Regions from separate parts of the Sus scrofa genome. Here regions 1 and 2 are each linked to region 3. Evidence: chromatin contacts called from public HiChIP or PLAC-seq data. All regions are on one chromosome and are shown on one strand. Each heading gives the region's core, a stretch centred on a gene start, on an enhancer-like site or on the middle of the called end of the contact. The rest is flanking DNA. Distances are from core to core; before and after follow the strand shown.

Region 1 (4,394 bases), core at 899-3,398, 440 kb before region 3:
TACAATCATATCAAAAGAACAGAGCCAAGGATGAGCAACAGGTTAACAGTAGACTTTCAATCTTAGAAAGGTCAGCTTGGCTTATGCTGAGGTAGAAATTTTGGTGACGTGTTAGAAATGTAGAATTGGGAGTTCCTGTCGTGGTGCAGTGCTTAACGAATCCGACTAGAAACCATGAGGTTGCGGGTTCAGTTCCTGGCCTTGCTTCGTGGGTTAAGGATCCAGTGTTGCTGTGAGTTGTGGTGTAGGTTGCAGACGCGGCTTGGATCCTGCATTTCTGTGGCTCTGGCATAGGCCAGTGGCTGCAGCTCCGATTGGACCCCTGGCCTGGGAACCTCCAATATGCCGCGGGAGGTGCCCTAGAAAAGACCAAAAAAAAAAAAAAAAAAAAAAAAGGAGAATTGTAAAGTGATGTTGTATGGTATACAGAGAATAGAGCATAGGATTTGAGTTACAAACACTCATTTTACCACTTGACTAATTGCTTGGTCTCTGGGCCGTAGATGCAGCTCACTGTCCCAGGATCCCAGGCTGCTGGCTAAGTGAGGTAAGGACGTTCATTAAACATCCTGCACAGAGTTGCACAGACAGGCACCCTCAACCATACCAGGGGTTTCACATAAGTTCATTAAAGAAACATTTTGCTTGACTGCAGGACATATTTTTATAATTCACAAAGGATAGTAAAATCAGTTTCCAGAAAATATTCTTAAAACCAAATTTTCACACAAAAACCACTCATTGGGCCGAGGGAAGTGGGGACAATAGAAAAGAATAAAATTATCTTCAACAAATGCTACTCTTCCCCCCACTCCCATGTTAAAACAATTCTCTATTATCTGATGAAATGACATAAGTTCCCCTGGTGCTTTGTAACATGGAAAATAGATAGCACACTGCCCAAATAATCAGACTTAGACCCACCCAGGAAGAAAGATCTGCCTCAAGATTTGCTGTTATTTTCATCATGGGCCAAGTTTCAAAAAGAGTCCATTCAATGCTGCCCCCGTTTTTTCCGAGTTATCCTCTGAGAGCCTATATGCATGCCTGTCTAAATCTCAACACTTTCTACAAACTAACTCCACCTTTCATGTTAAATGGAAAAAATGAAAAGCAAAGTAAGTTACTCTGCACACCTGATCTTTGTGATGTGGGAGAGAAGACACCTCCCCCAGTCTTGTGGTCCCTCCTCCCCTGCATGAAATCCCTAGGATGTTATCTTATCAAGTCTCCTGAGTTTAAACTCCATCTCTAAGTCATCTCTCCAGACTGGTCCTGCCCTTTCATTACCAGACTCATGGGTTCACCTGCTTACTCAGTATTTTCACATGCACATCCCAGAGACACTGCTCCCCACCCCCACTGACCCTTCCCAGCCCCATCTATCTTATAAATGGCAACTCTTTAGTGGCTCAGGTCCTCAAGTCTCAAGTCATCCTGGACTCCTCTCTTCCTTTTCTCTTCTACATTTGCTCATTAAGTTCCATCAATCCTACCTTCAAAATCATTCAGAATTCAGTCTTCTTCTCACCTGTGTGTGTGAAGCCCACTGGCCAGCCCACTGGCCTCTCTCTCCTGGGTTACAATAGCCTCTTCACTGGTCTCCCTGCTGCCACAGTAGCCCAACCATAGCACCATGTCAACTTATAAAGAGGAAAAACGAGGAACGAAGTGACCCCCCAAGAACACAGTGACTCTGATATTTACAGGCCACCCAAAAGTATATGAATTTTAACTTATTTAACAGTTATGCTACAGTTCACTTTCACTTTTTAAAAAAAGTGAGTCATTGTGCTTTATTATTTACCTTTTCTTCAGTCACTATGCTGAGCCAGAGATTTTTTTAATCACAAAAGACAATAGCTAATCCTTAGTATAAATCCATTCAAACTTTACAACAGTCCATCCTATTTATGAGGTTAAGAACAGGCATGCCAAAAATTAGAGCCTGTGTACGGAGCCATGGGAAGAGGGTGATCTTTGGAGGAGAGAACCGGATTCTGGCCTGGCTTTTGCTACAAGTTCATCCTGAGACCCTGGGTTAGTCATGTGACTGACCCCTCTTGGCACTGAAGTCCCTGCATCTGTTCGAAATGGTTGGATTAGGCAGTCTCTAAGGTCTCCTTCTGTTCCAACTTCCATGACTGTATTCATCAGGCAACTTTGTCGGCCAGGCTCCAAGTTCTTTGAGGCCAGGAACATGACCCAGTTATTCACACTCAGGCCAAATCCACAGACCCGAAACATTGAAACCGTCTTTCCAGACATGTTCAGGACAGATCAGAGAGCCAGCAAACGTAGAGAGAATCATTCCAGGAGCAGTCTCAGAGATGCATTCAACAATGGGCCAAAATTACATGTCAAGATGGTAGAGGTAGGGCTCATGAACCCAACTTGATTCCAATAAATAGGAAAGATGACACTAAGTTTTGGACAAGGTTATAATGAGAATTCATTCTTTGCAGACCTGGCTGCTCTCCGAGCTAACAAGCTGAGAAGGATGACCCAATATTTGGGAACAGTTACTTATGGAAAAGCTTAGGGCTTAAGGTTTCTAGGTCTTTGTGTGTCTTAGTGAAATCAACTGGGTTAAACATACTGAGGTCCACTTTGGGGAAAAAAATGATTGACTACAAAAGGTACATAATCATCCATGTATCTCAGAACACCTTAAAAACTTTATACAAAATATATGCAATAATCATTGCTATTTACAACAATTAAATATTTCAGGCCATGTTAATAGACAAGTATGTGCCTCAAATCCTGCTATTTGCATACTACTTTATACTAATCCATACATTTAAAAAATGACACTTCGTAGTTTTCAAGGCAGAGATCAGAAAAATATTTTCCTTGGAAGAGGTAAATCTCTTTTATTTCTGAATGTCCTCAGGTTAAGAATGTTAACAGCTCATGGATGAATTACATTAGAGCAATATATAATCGAGTGGCCTCTAGAACTCATGTTGCTTGCCTCTTTTCCCGCAAGGAAGTAAACATCCTGAAAGTGGACATACTGTCTATTTTCTTCACTGTTTTGTATTCAATGCCTGGCACAGAGCCTAACATGCAGGAGGTGCTCCAATATTTTTGATGAATGAATTAGTGTCCCTTGGCATATATTAAAATGGTTCCATAAACAATTGTTTATACTGAAGCAGAAATTAAGGCATCCCCATAAAGCATAACATGAATTCAGGCCAAGTAATAAAAAAACATGCAAGCAGCATCCTGATACTTCTTAGAAGCCTCCAAAGAAACAGTAACTCCTTGCACTCAGTTTCAGAAGTCCTAAAAACAAAAGCATTGATGTGCATGGTCTGACAGTTAAATGGATGAAGAGAAGTCACTGAGATGGACACATGACGGCGTTCCATCTTTGAGCTAATGTTTTTCCTTGAAGCAGATTCTATTCCTTTTTAGGACAGAGTGGACATCCACTACTGTTCCGTATTTTGGTGAGAAAATGGATGACAAAGTCAGGCTGCCTGACTCAGAACCGGACACCTGCTACTTTTCTAGCCCCGTGACCTCCAGTGACTCATTCAAACTTTCTGAGCCTTAGCACCTTCCAAGTTTAATGTGAGGCCCCTCACAAGATTTCTGAAGAAACAAAGAGAAAACCTATGTTGAGGCACAGGTATAGTGCTGAACAAGGAATATATGCAATGAGATTTAGCTTTTTTTCACTGAGATATCACTGTTTACTGCTGACACGGTGAAGAAAGAGAATATTTATCTTTCCTAAGGAAAATCTCCCTTCAATGAAAAAACAAAAAAGTTCATATAAACTGATACGGCTCGAGTCCTTTTTATTCCCAACTCTGAAAAGGCATATAAAAATTCCAATAGAAGTGAGGTGAACTTTTAAATTCAAAATGGCTTCAAGGGTTGCTTTGTTTAAAATTTACACACACTGTTAACAACCAAATTTGAATGAGTAGGATCAATTTATTTTTCCTAAATTTATTTTAATGAAGTATGGTTGATTTATAATGTTGTGTTAGTTTAAAGTAAGGTCAGTTTCTAATACGAATCATCTGCCATTCTGTTTGCAAGTGCTAAGGAAATTCTGAATGTAATTTGAAAAATGACACCCTATTTTATTCCCAAGTGTCTTTCAACTATGCCTTCATTCAGTTAACTTCATTATCCATCTACTGCCTTGTAGTGTCCTTTGTGACTGATAGGCTACCAAAAATGATTCTTATTCAATGTAATGCTTCATCTTTATTACTATATATGATTATAATTTCTTAGAGAAAGAATAAAATCTAAATATAGTCTGTTTTTTCAATTATCCATGGGCAGATTATTTACAAGTTATACTTTTTAATGTGTACTATATAAAGCATTTGTATTCAATGTAAGAAAAAGAACCTCAGGACAAA
Region 2 (4,705 bases), core at 1,229-3,728, 260 kb before region 3:
AGTATGGGACTTCCTCAAAAAATTAATAATAGAACTGCTTTTAGATCCAGCAAAATCACTTCTGGTAATTACCTGAATAGAACAAAAACACCAATTAGAAAAGAAGTATTTGGAGTTCCCATCATGGCACGAAGGTAATGAATCCGACTAGTATGCAGGAGGATACATGTTTGATTCCCTGGCCTCATTCAGTAGGATAAGGATCTGGCGTTGCCAGGAGCTGTGGTAGGTTGCAGATGCCACTCGGATCCGGACTTGCTGTGGCTGTGGTGTGGGCTGACAGCTGCAACCCTGATTTGATCCCTAGCCTGGGAACTTCCTTATGCTGTTGACGTGGCCCTAAAAAGACACACACACAAAAAAAGAAAAGATGTACTCATCCTATGTTCATAGAAACATTATTTACAATAGCCAAGATCTGGAAGCCACCTAAGTATCCACTGATAGAAGGATGGATAAGGACGATGTGCTATCTACTCACAAAGGAATATTACTATCAATAAAAATGAAATCTTTGCATTAGTGACAATATGGATGGACCTGGAGGTGAAATGAAATAAATCAGAAAGAGAAAGACGAATGTACACATTCTCATTTAGATGCAGAATCTGAAAAAAAAAATAACAAAAGAACAAACAAAATGAGAAAAAGCAGACTCACAGATACAGATAACCCACTGAATCCCGTTTTTTTAAACTCCACCACTGATGACCGTGTGGAACAATGATGTCATTCTCTGGACCCTCCTGGACATAGCGTCCAGGTAGCCTCCAGATGGATGCTAGAATTTCTTCCATGTTGGTAGCTGCATCTCTGTCTTTGTTCTACAGTCCTAAAAAAAAAAAAAAAAAAATCCCCTGTGCTTCTCTACAAGCACAAACAATAAAGTATACTTACTGAGACATCTAATGGAATGTTTTATCTATTATACCCCATTTTATACATACACCTTAGGAGCCTGACACCTAGAGTCCATTAGTAAGATACTAATAATTATTGTTGAAAAATCTTGAAAGAAGGCCAATTAAGGAATGGTGGAGTTCCTGTCATGGCGCAGTGGTTAACAAATCCGACTAGGAACCATGAGGTTGCAGGTTTGATCCCTGGACTTGCTCAGTGGGTTAAGGATCCAGCATTGCCATGAGCTGTGGTGTAGGTTGCAGATGCAGCTTGGATTCCGTGTTGCTGTGGCTCTGGCGTAGGCCGGGGGCTACAGCTCTGATTAAACCCCTAGCCTGGGAACCTCCATATGCCATGGGAGAGGCCCTAGAAAAGGCAAAAAGACATAAAAAAAAAAAAGGAATGGTAAAAAAATAAAAACAAACAAAAAACACTGGCTCCGCATAAAATGATAAGAAGTGGGTTATAGGTGAGAGGGTAGGAACAAATAAAAGAGAATGAAAGACAGAAGACAGACAATGAGAGAGAGAGAGGAAGAGGAGAGAGGGAGGATGGGGTGACAAAAATATTAACTACCTTCAAATATTTGAAAGGTCCTATTAAACCTATTCTGTTTGCAATAAAGAGAAGAAACAAGGTCTAAGAGTGGAAATTATAAGGAGGCAGAGTTCGGCTTTCCAATAATTCTTGCAAAAGTGATATCCGTATTACTGGAAGTGTTCAAAGAGAAGTTGGAAAATCCCTCTCAGGGCTGCTCAGAAGATGCAGTTGCACAGTTGTGGATCCGGGCCAAACTTTAAAGATTTTCAAACTTCAATTTGCACATGAAACACCAGGGGTCTTGTTAAAACACAGGTTCTGAGCAGCAGATCTGGGGTGGTGCTAAGATTAAATATTTCTCCCAAGATCTGAGAGATGAGAAATGTTTGTGCTTTCTCTGTGGACACACATTAAGTCATTAGGAAACAGATGGTACTTAAGGCATCGTCTCATTGAAAATACTGAGTGTTTCCTCCATCAGGTAGTGACATAAAAGAAATCAAGAAAATCATAAGTCAAGCATTAGCTACACTACACTACATGTTCAAATTTCATTGATAAAATAGCTAAACCACCCTGTGTTTTGAGAGGCAGAAAATAGCTGAAAAACAACACTTCCAGAGATAATAACATAAGCGCTCGGATGATGATACTGAAATGCCTGTAAAGAAAATTGGCAGCAGTTTCAGATTCATACCCAGCATAGACAACTGTGAGAAGCTTGAAACTGAATGGAACTGCTAATATTGAAACTGGACCCTGCCAGCTAATAGCATGTTCACACAAGCCGGTGTTTAGGGACAAAGATTGAAGAATTTGTTGAGGGGAAGCATAGGACCATTTACATCACTCAGGCCCAGTGAGAATGGAACTACCAACCAACACACTTGATGGCTCTGACTTCCTTTGGACCTTTGGACTCAAGTAAACCCAGAACGGAAAGCGGACCAATTTTGGTTCCATCTCATGCTCCTTTTCATCAGCTTGGAGCTTGTGCTGCCCTGGAGAACACTGCTCCCTGTTCTGTGTGGACAGCTTGACCCCAGGCCAGTTGAAGGGCTGTCACTTGGTCAACAGGAAGTCAGCCTGGACAAAAGGTCCAAGTTTAGGAATGCCTCTCTGGATCTTATTTTGATACAGAGTCTAGTCAAACTCAGTTCCTGCAGCCAGAGACAGAATAAAAATGTCCTCACAGGCTAACTGCAGGATTTTAAAATATATTTTTAAAGTCACAATCCCCATAACGGTCATATGCAGAAACCCAACTGGAAGAAAGGCCAGAAAGAGGACAAGGATGTGAATGCCTTGGTTTAAATGACTTGCCAATTGCATTTAAAATATATGCTCATTTATGTTTTACTCACTAAAAGAAATTCATTCTCCAGGTAATTCTGCTGCGTGAGGTCACAAGAGGCCATTCTTAAGAATGTAAAGGTTATCTTTTCCTGGCCAAAATGTTTTGTGAAATTGGTGTACAGTGTGTGCATTTTAAAGGCGCAGCCTCACTCTTTAGGCATCACAAAGAGTTTCTGTGTTTCCTTCAATGCTTTCATCTCAGTGTACTTTCATGTTGTAAAGTATTGCATGCCACTGAAATCTTTGCAAGTTCTGTAGCTGAACAGATACAGTTCCAATCCCCCTTCTGCTGCTCACTGGGTGTAGCCCATGAGTTTGGGTTTCCTCATATTGAAAATGTCCTCATATTGAAACTGAACATGATCATAATTGAAAAAGAATAGATAAGGAAAAAGGAGACAACATAAGGGCACTGGAAAATTTTATCAGAATGCTCACAGGATTGCCCTGTGCATAAAAGGCCATCATGTATGTAAAGCTTCTTAAGCATAGTTAAGCCATCATTGGCAGGTCGATAATGGAAAGGAGCTGTTGTAAGAATTTTGCCTCATCAAAGTTAACTTTCCAGGAATCCAACTGATTATGTTCCTATGAATGTGATTTATGACAATATCACTTCCCTAGATAACACTGGAGAACTTGAAAGGAGATATCTCTAGATATCCAATCCTATGAATTTACCTTCCAAAAAACAACGTGCAGTTGTGCATATGGAAAAGCACAGGACAGTCAGACTACGGGAGATGAGACTATGGAAACATAAAAAAAATAAAAGAAAAAAAGTTTGAAAAACGAGCCAACCCAAATGATTGTAAAAGCTTAAGAACATCAGTGATTACTGCATGATATTAAAAAATCAGGAAATCAGGTTTTTGGAGGGGCCTTGACCCAGCATGGGAAAGTTCCTGAGCCATAGATCGAACCTGCACCACAGCAGTGACAATGTCAATTCTTTAAACTGCTAATCTACCAGGGAACTCTCAAATGAGTATTTAAACATCCCTGACCCATGCAGTGCCCTGCACTAGATGCTTAGGGAACTAGAAGTGCAGGGATTTTGAGAGGTAGAGGATTGCGATGTTAAGTGAATGGACATTGGAGCTGCACAGCCTGGAGTTGAACCTGGGTTTTGCCACTTACTACGTGATGTTGAAGAGTTCCAGTTTCCCCATCTGGAAAATGGGGATAAGAGCCTGCTTATTTTATAGGGCTCTTGTGAGAGTAGAGGAGCTACTACGTGAACGGTATTCACCACAGTGCTGTATGTTCTAAGTGCTTTGAGCAGTGACAGTGTGCCTGGCACTATTCTATTTATTTATTTTAAATTTTTTTTTAAATTTTAGCCATGCCCACAGCATGGGGAAGTTCCCTGGTGGGGGACTGAACCCACGCCATAGCAGGGATCTGAGCCATAGGAGTAAAAATGCTGGATCCTTAACCTGCTAAGCCACCAGGGCACTCCAAAAAATTTTTTTCTTGATTGAAGTATAGCTGATTTACAATGTTGTGTTAATGTCTGCTATACAGCAAAATGATTCAAATATATATATATATATATATATATTTCAAGTTTATATATATATATATTTTTTTTCTTTTTCACAGTCTTTTCCATTATGGTTTATCTCAGGATATTGAATAGAGTTCTCTATGCTATACAGTAGGACCTTGATGTTTATCCATTCTACATATACTAGTTAGCCTTCACTAATTCCAAACTCCCAGTCCTCTCCTCCCCCACCCTATTCCTGGCACTTTCTAACATCTATCTTGTCCCAAACAAGGAAAGGTACTAAGGAAGGACAGTGGGAGTTCTGACCTCAGAGGACAGTTCAGCTGTGCTCTTCAAATTACCTATGGGCCTGCAGAATCATCCTGCTGCTCTGTCTGTATCCTTGGAAACTATACT
Region 3 (4,049 bases), core at 1,372-3,871:
ATTAAATTCTATACATGATCCATAGTCAGCTTGAAAACTACCAGTTAAGGATGAGTTAACCAAAAGGTCATCTGCATCTGGCATACTGAGTGCAATACTTGCCAATTTCTTAACACTACAGTACAATGACAGGAAAGCTAGTTCTAGAACAAGTTAAAAATCAGTTCCTGAAATGATTACTACCAATATTTAGAATATCATGAGATTAATTTTTCTTCTATTATACCACATTTTTCACACAACAGGGAAGGACATTATCAGGGTTGATCTGACTGTATATGTAGTCTAGTTCATTTTTGCCATGTGTTAGTAATCCATAAAAACAAAATTCAAGGTTCTATTTACTTTCATTAATTCAGCTAACAGAGGCTTCAAGGGGACCAAGAAAGGGTATCTAGCAAGAAAAAGAGGAAAAGATAATGTTTTATTAAGTGTATCTTGGAGAAGTGATTATTTTTCTCCTTCAGTACCATGCACTCGGGTTACTACAATATTTCCCCCTATGCTTTTAAGGCTACTATTCAGAAATTTAGAGACTGGAACGTTTTGCAAACTCCAGTCAAAATAGCATTTCACTGATCGCTTGTTATTTTCACATGTAGTTCCAAGATTCATTCATGAAACTAGAGCTGTCAGGATCTTAATGAGACAATCCTACTTTTTTCATTACCTCAACTGGTTTAGCCAAACATATGCATAACCAGTCCACTTTTATGCACCTAGAGAGAGCAAGTCTTTGGATCAGATCTAATTTTATGCACTCAAAGGAGAAAACTCAAACCACAACAAAGCCAACAATGATAATGATTCAGTAGTGCCTGTGGATTGGTCCCACCCCTGGGAACTGCTCTCCACCCACTCCTGGGTGACAGAGGTACTTCTCTGGGTGTGCTAGATTTAGATGCAGCAAAAGATGCAGACAGTTACATTTGCCAAGTCTCCAGAGTCAGCAAAGCAGCGTTTGAACTGCTCTGGAGAAAGTATGGAGGACCTGAACAAAAACTCATCAATGGCACAAAACCCAGTTCATTTCCCAAATAGCCCTAAAAATCAAAGCAGCCTCATCTATCTCAACAAGAGAGTCAGAAATGCTAGGCCTGGAAGGGCATCTTAGGGAACCGGTCCTAGAAACCGGTTCATTGACATACAAATCAGAGTTCCACAAAAAAGCAGAATGAATGTCTTATCATATATTATCCATCCTCTTGAAATTTAATGTCTATTAGAGGTTGATGCTCTGAACAGCAAGGCTTTACTCAGATATCTGATTCCACATGGTATATATTTCCTGACCAATAAATCTACACACACACACACACACACACACACATACACACACACACACAAATTCACATGAACAAATTCTTTGCGAATGTCAACTTGAAAAAGAAAAATTAAAAACAAAAGCAATCAGAACCCAATTTACCTCGGTCCACCCCTCTTCTTTTCCTTTTTAAAAGTGCTTTTGAATGTTTGAAATCTGAACATCAATAGCTGCTTCTATAAGCTTTTTCTAGCCCCCCAAACAATTACTTACTAACATATCTTTTACATCTTTTATTAGTATTAGTAATCCTATAGACTGATAATCTCTAGAAGGCTAGAGATTATAGTTTTCATGAACAAACAGGCTTTCAAAAACATTGTAGCTAAAGTTTCTCTTTTGTAAAATCTCTGCTAAAGAAATAGAATCTAAAGTTGTGTCTCCTTGTGTGACTATGTAACTTTTAACAATGGCAATAAAAGGTCAGTATTCATAGCAAACTGAATACCATATTTTCAAATATCCTAACAAAGAATCATGCTACCACCTGTTTTGCTCTAAGTTACGGATCCTAATTATCTATCACTCTTTTGTTTAGAGGCAAATGACCTATAATCTTCTTGTAATAATAGTTCCACAGATTAATATAGCAAAAAACAAAACAAAACAAAAACTCTCCTCCCCCCAAACACACACACACACACCAGAGGAGAAAAGCATTTATAATTTCCAAACAGAAAAGCAAACTTCACTTTTGCTTTCTGAATGTGTGCTTCCTGGGAACAAACTTAATCTTTCCATTTGCATTGCTTCCAGATTCATTCAGGAACTATGTGTTTTGCAATTAAATGGCACTCCATATTTAAAATAAAAATTGGCATTTTGTTTCTGTTTCCATTTTCAAAGAGCATATTTTTTAATCACATCCAAAATAGTTCAGCATTTTTCCCACTAGTACAAAAAAAAAAAAAAAAAAACCAGCAACACAGACCCTCAATACACGTCTCCTAACACACGAGTACCTTTTTGCTCTTGGTCTCCTGTCAGCTCCATCTGTACTCTTACTGTGAACAGCTATAGCATAAAAATGTCTACTCACATGCTTTTGATATTACACTATTTAATCACATACAGCTGTGGCTTAGGAGACTGTTACAAAACACAATTTTAATGTAGTACTCGAAGCCAATTTTGGATAAACATCAACCATTTACTCTGAATAAGAAGTCCAACACTAAAAAGATTTTCTTTTAAAGGAAAAGCCCGATTTTCTTAGAATTTGGCATGGGCATAATTGTGACTGAGCCCTCTTCTGCCAAAAAGACTGATAACGTCAAAGAGGATTGTGTGAATCATAGTAGTGCAAAAACAAAGCTTTCCAGAATTCCTGGAGCCAGAAAGACCTGAAATGACTTGCATTCGCCCTCCTCTTCTTTGGCCTCTGTCCCTTCCAATGGCCCCCACGTCCAACCCGAAATGCTTTTTATTATTTGATGGAAACAGTTTTGAGTTATAATTCTGTTCTTCTTTTTCCAAATGGAGAGAAAGTGAAAGGAAAATGTGTTGGAAAGATACTGTTAAGAGAAATATGCATGGTGTTTCCTTTAAGTTTGGAATTATTGGGGAGAAAAAAACATGATATTTTTACGTATCTACTCCTTTTAAGTAGGCACTAGATTTAGTGTTGTGAAAACAGTGACTACATTATAGAAAAGAAAAGGCCAATGATAACAAAGATTTGAAGGAGTAAAGAGAGAAAACAGCAGCTGAAGAGGGAGAGTAACCTCTTTCTGTATTTCTCTCATTTCAAACCAATTAAAATAGTATACATTCTAAAATGAGACAAGATTTATCATAGTTTCATGCTACCATTGCCTCCGCCCCCCACCCCACCTCCAAAGTGTAAGAAATATTTGGAGTTGTAGCTAAAAATACTATTGCTGGAAGATTTTGAGAAAACCAGTTCTGTATGTTTCAGGCTTTCAAAGGAAAAGAGTACTTGGGAGTTTTCAAGGCTGTTTTCAAACTGGCAAGTTACCAACTCTGACTATCAATGCAAATCTGAGGCAGGAAGTACTAAGGAAATTCTAAACTCACTCCCTCCCTCAGCAAAATTTTCTACATTTTCATCTGCAAGAAATGTGTTAAGGGTTGTTTGGTTTTGCTTTTGGAGGATCTGTACGTTCACATCTTTAAGAATATCCTTTACCCCCTCAGGAGCCTCCTTCTTCCTTTGGCAACTGCTCAGGCCTGGTGTTTTCAAGGGTCTGCTCTTTCCATGGCACAACTGGGCCCAGCTAGACTTTCACAGCCGGGCGGCCGTCCAGCTGCAGATGGTTGGAAATTCAGCCTGAAATCAGTGTGCCGTTGATGGATGACTCTTTCCACCTGACCCCAACTTCACACCAGGCTCTGAACAGAATCTGAGCACCACCAGCCAGAGAAACTTAGTCAGGGTCCTATGGTCTGAAACCTTCTCTTCAAGGTCTTCTGGGGAAGCAGATGGCCAAAGAAGGAAGGCGGGAGATGGATGAAAGAACAATGTGATAAGAAACTGCACTGAACTGATGGGAACAGAGTGAACTGGTAAGGCTCTGGAAAGGAAGGAAAGGCAAGCTTGCTGTGTGTGCTTGGGGGAATTTTTAAGTTTTATAAAGATGAGTAAAGTTTTCCAAAGATCACCTAGGGGAGAGGTATCTATTTCTCAACTGTAAAATATCAACTCATCAGACTGTGACTATGTTTTACTCTTTTGAGGTTTCCCAGTTCAACTAAGTTGTTTTGC

The links. HiChIP or PLAC-seq counts read pairs in DNA pulled down with a chosen protein or histone mark.
Region 1: an H3K27ac HiChIP or PLAC-seq map of skeletal muscle shows a contact between it and region 3, with 8 times the contacts expected there. The contact joins two enhancer-like sites. A contact is called at or near these places in 6 of 47 Hi-C or Micro-C datasets (embryonic fibroblasts, fibroblasts, heart right ventricle and 2 more) and 1 of 2 datasets of contacts at active chromatin or transcription factors (skeletal muscle).
Region 2: a contact with region 3 is called in an H3K27ac HiChIP or PLAC-seq map of skeletal muscle, with 4 times the contacts expected there. The contact joins two enhancer-like sites. A contact is called at or near these places in 8 of 47 Hi-C or Micro-C datasets (alveolar macrophages, embryonic fibroblasts, fetal skeletal muscle and 5 more) and 1 of 2 datasets of contacts at active chromatin or transcription factors (skeletal muscle).

Annotation. Positions count from the first base shown.
Region 1 is chr13:16,152,000-16,156,393 of Sscrofa11.1, reverse strand. The region is part of intron 7 of RBMS3 (RNA-binding motif, single-stranded-interacting protein 3); the gene reads right to left. Among named protein-coding and RNA genes, the nearest start is that of TGFBR2, 630 kb to the left of the region's middle. Within about 2 kb of position 2,148, at least 11 of the 83 cell types and tissues checked have an H3K27ac peak or open chromatin away from gene starts, as enhancers often do. A contact at or near this core is called in skeletal muscle, where this site is marked.
Region 2 is chr13:15,971,539-15,976,243 of Sscrofa11.1, reverse strand. The region is part of intron 6 of RBMS3 (RNA-binding motif, single-stranded-interacting protein 3); the gene reads right to left. Among named protein-coding and RNA genes, the nearest start is that of TGFBR2, 810 kb to the left of the region's middle. Within about 2 kb of position 2,478, at least 6 of the 83 cell types and tissues checked have an H3K27ac peak or open chromatin away from gene starts, as enhancers often do. A contact at or near this core is called in skeletal muscle, where this site is marked.
Region 3 is chr13:15,715,558-15,719,606 of Sscrofa11.1, reverse strand. All of the region lies in intron 4 of RBMS3 (RNA-binding motif, single-stranded-interacting protein 3), which reads right to left. Among named protein-coding and RNA genes, the nearest start is that of RBMS3, 750 kb to the right of the region's middle. Within about 2 kb of position 2,621, at least 29 of the 83 cell types and tissues checked have an H3K27ac peak or open chromatin away from gene starts, as enhancers often do. A contact at or near this core is called in skeletal muscle, where this site is marked.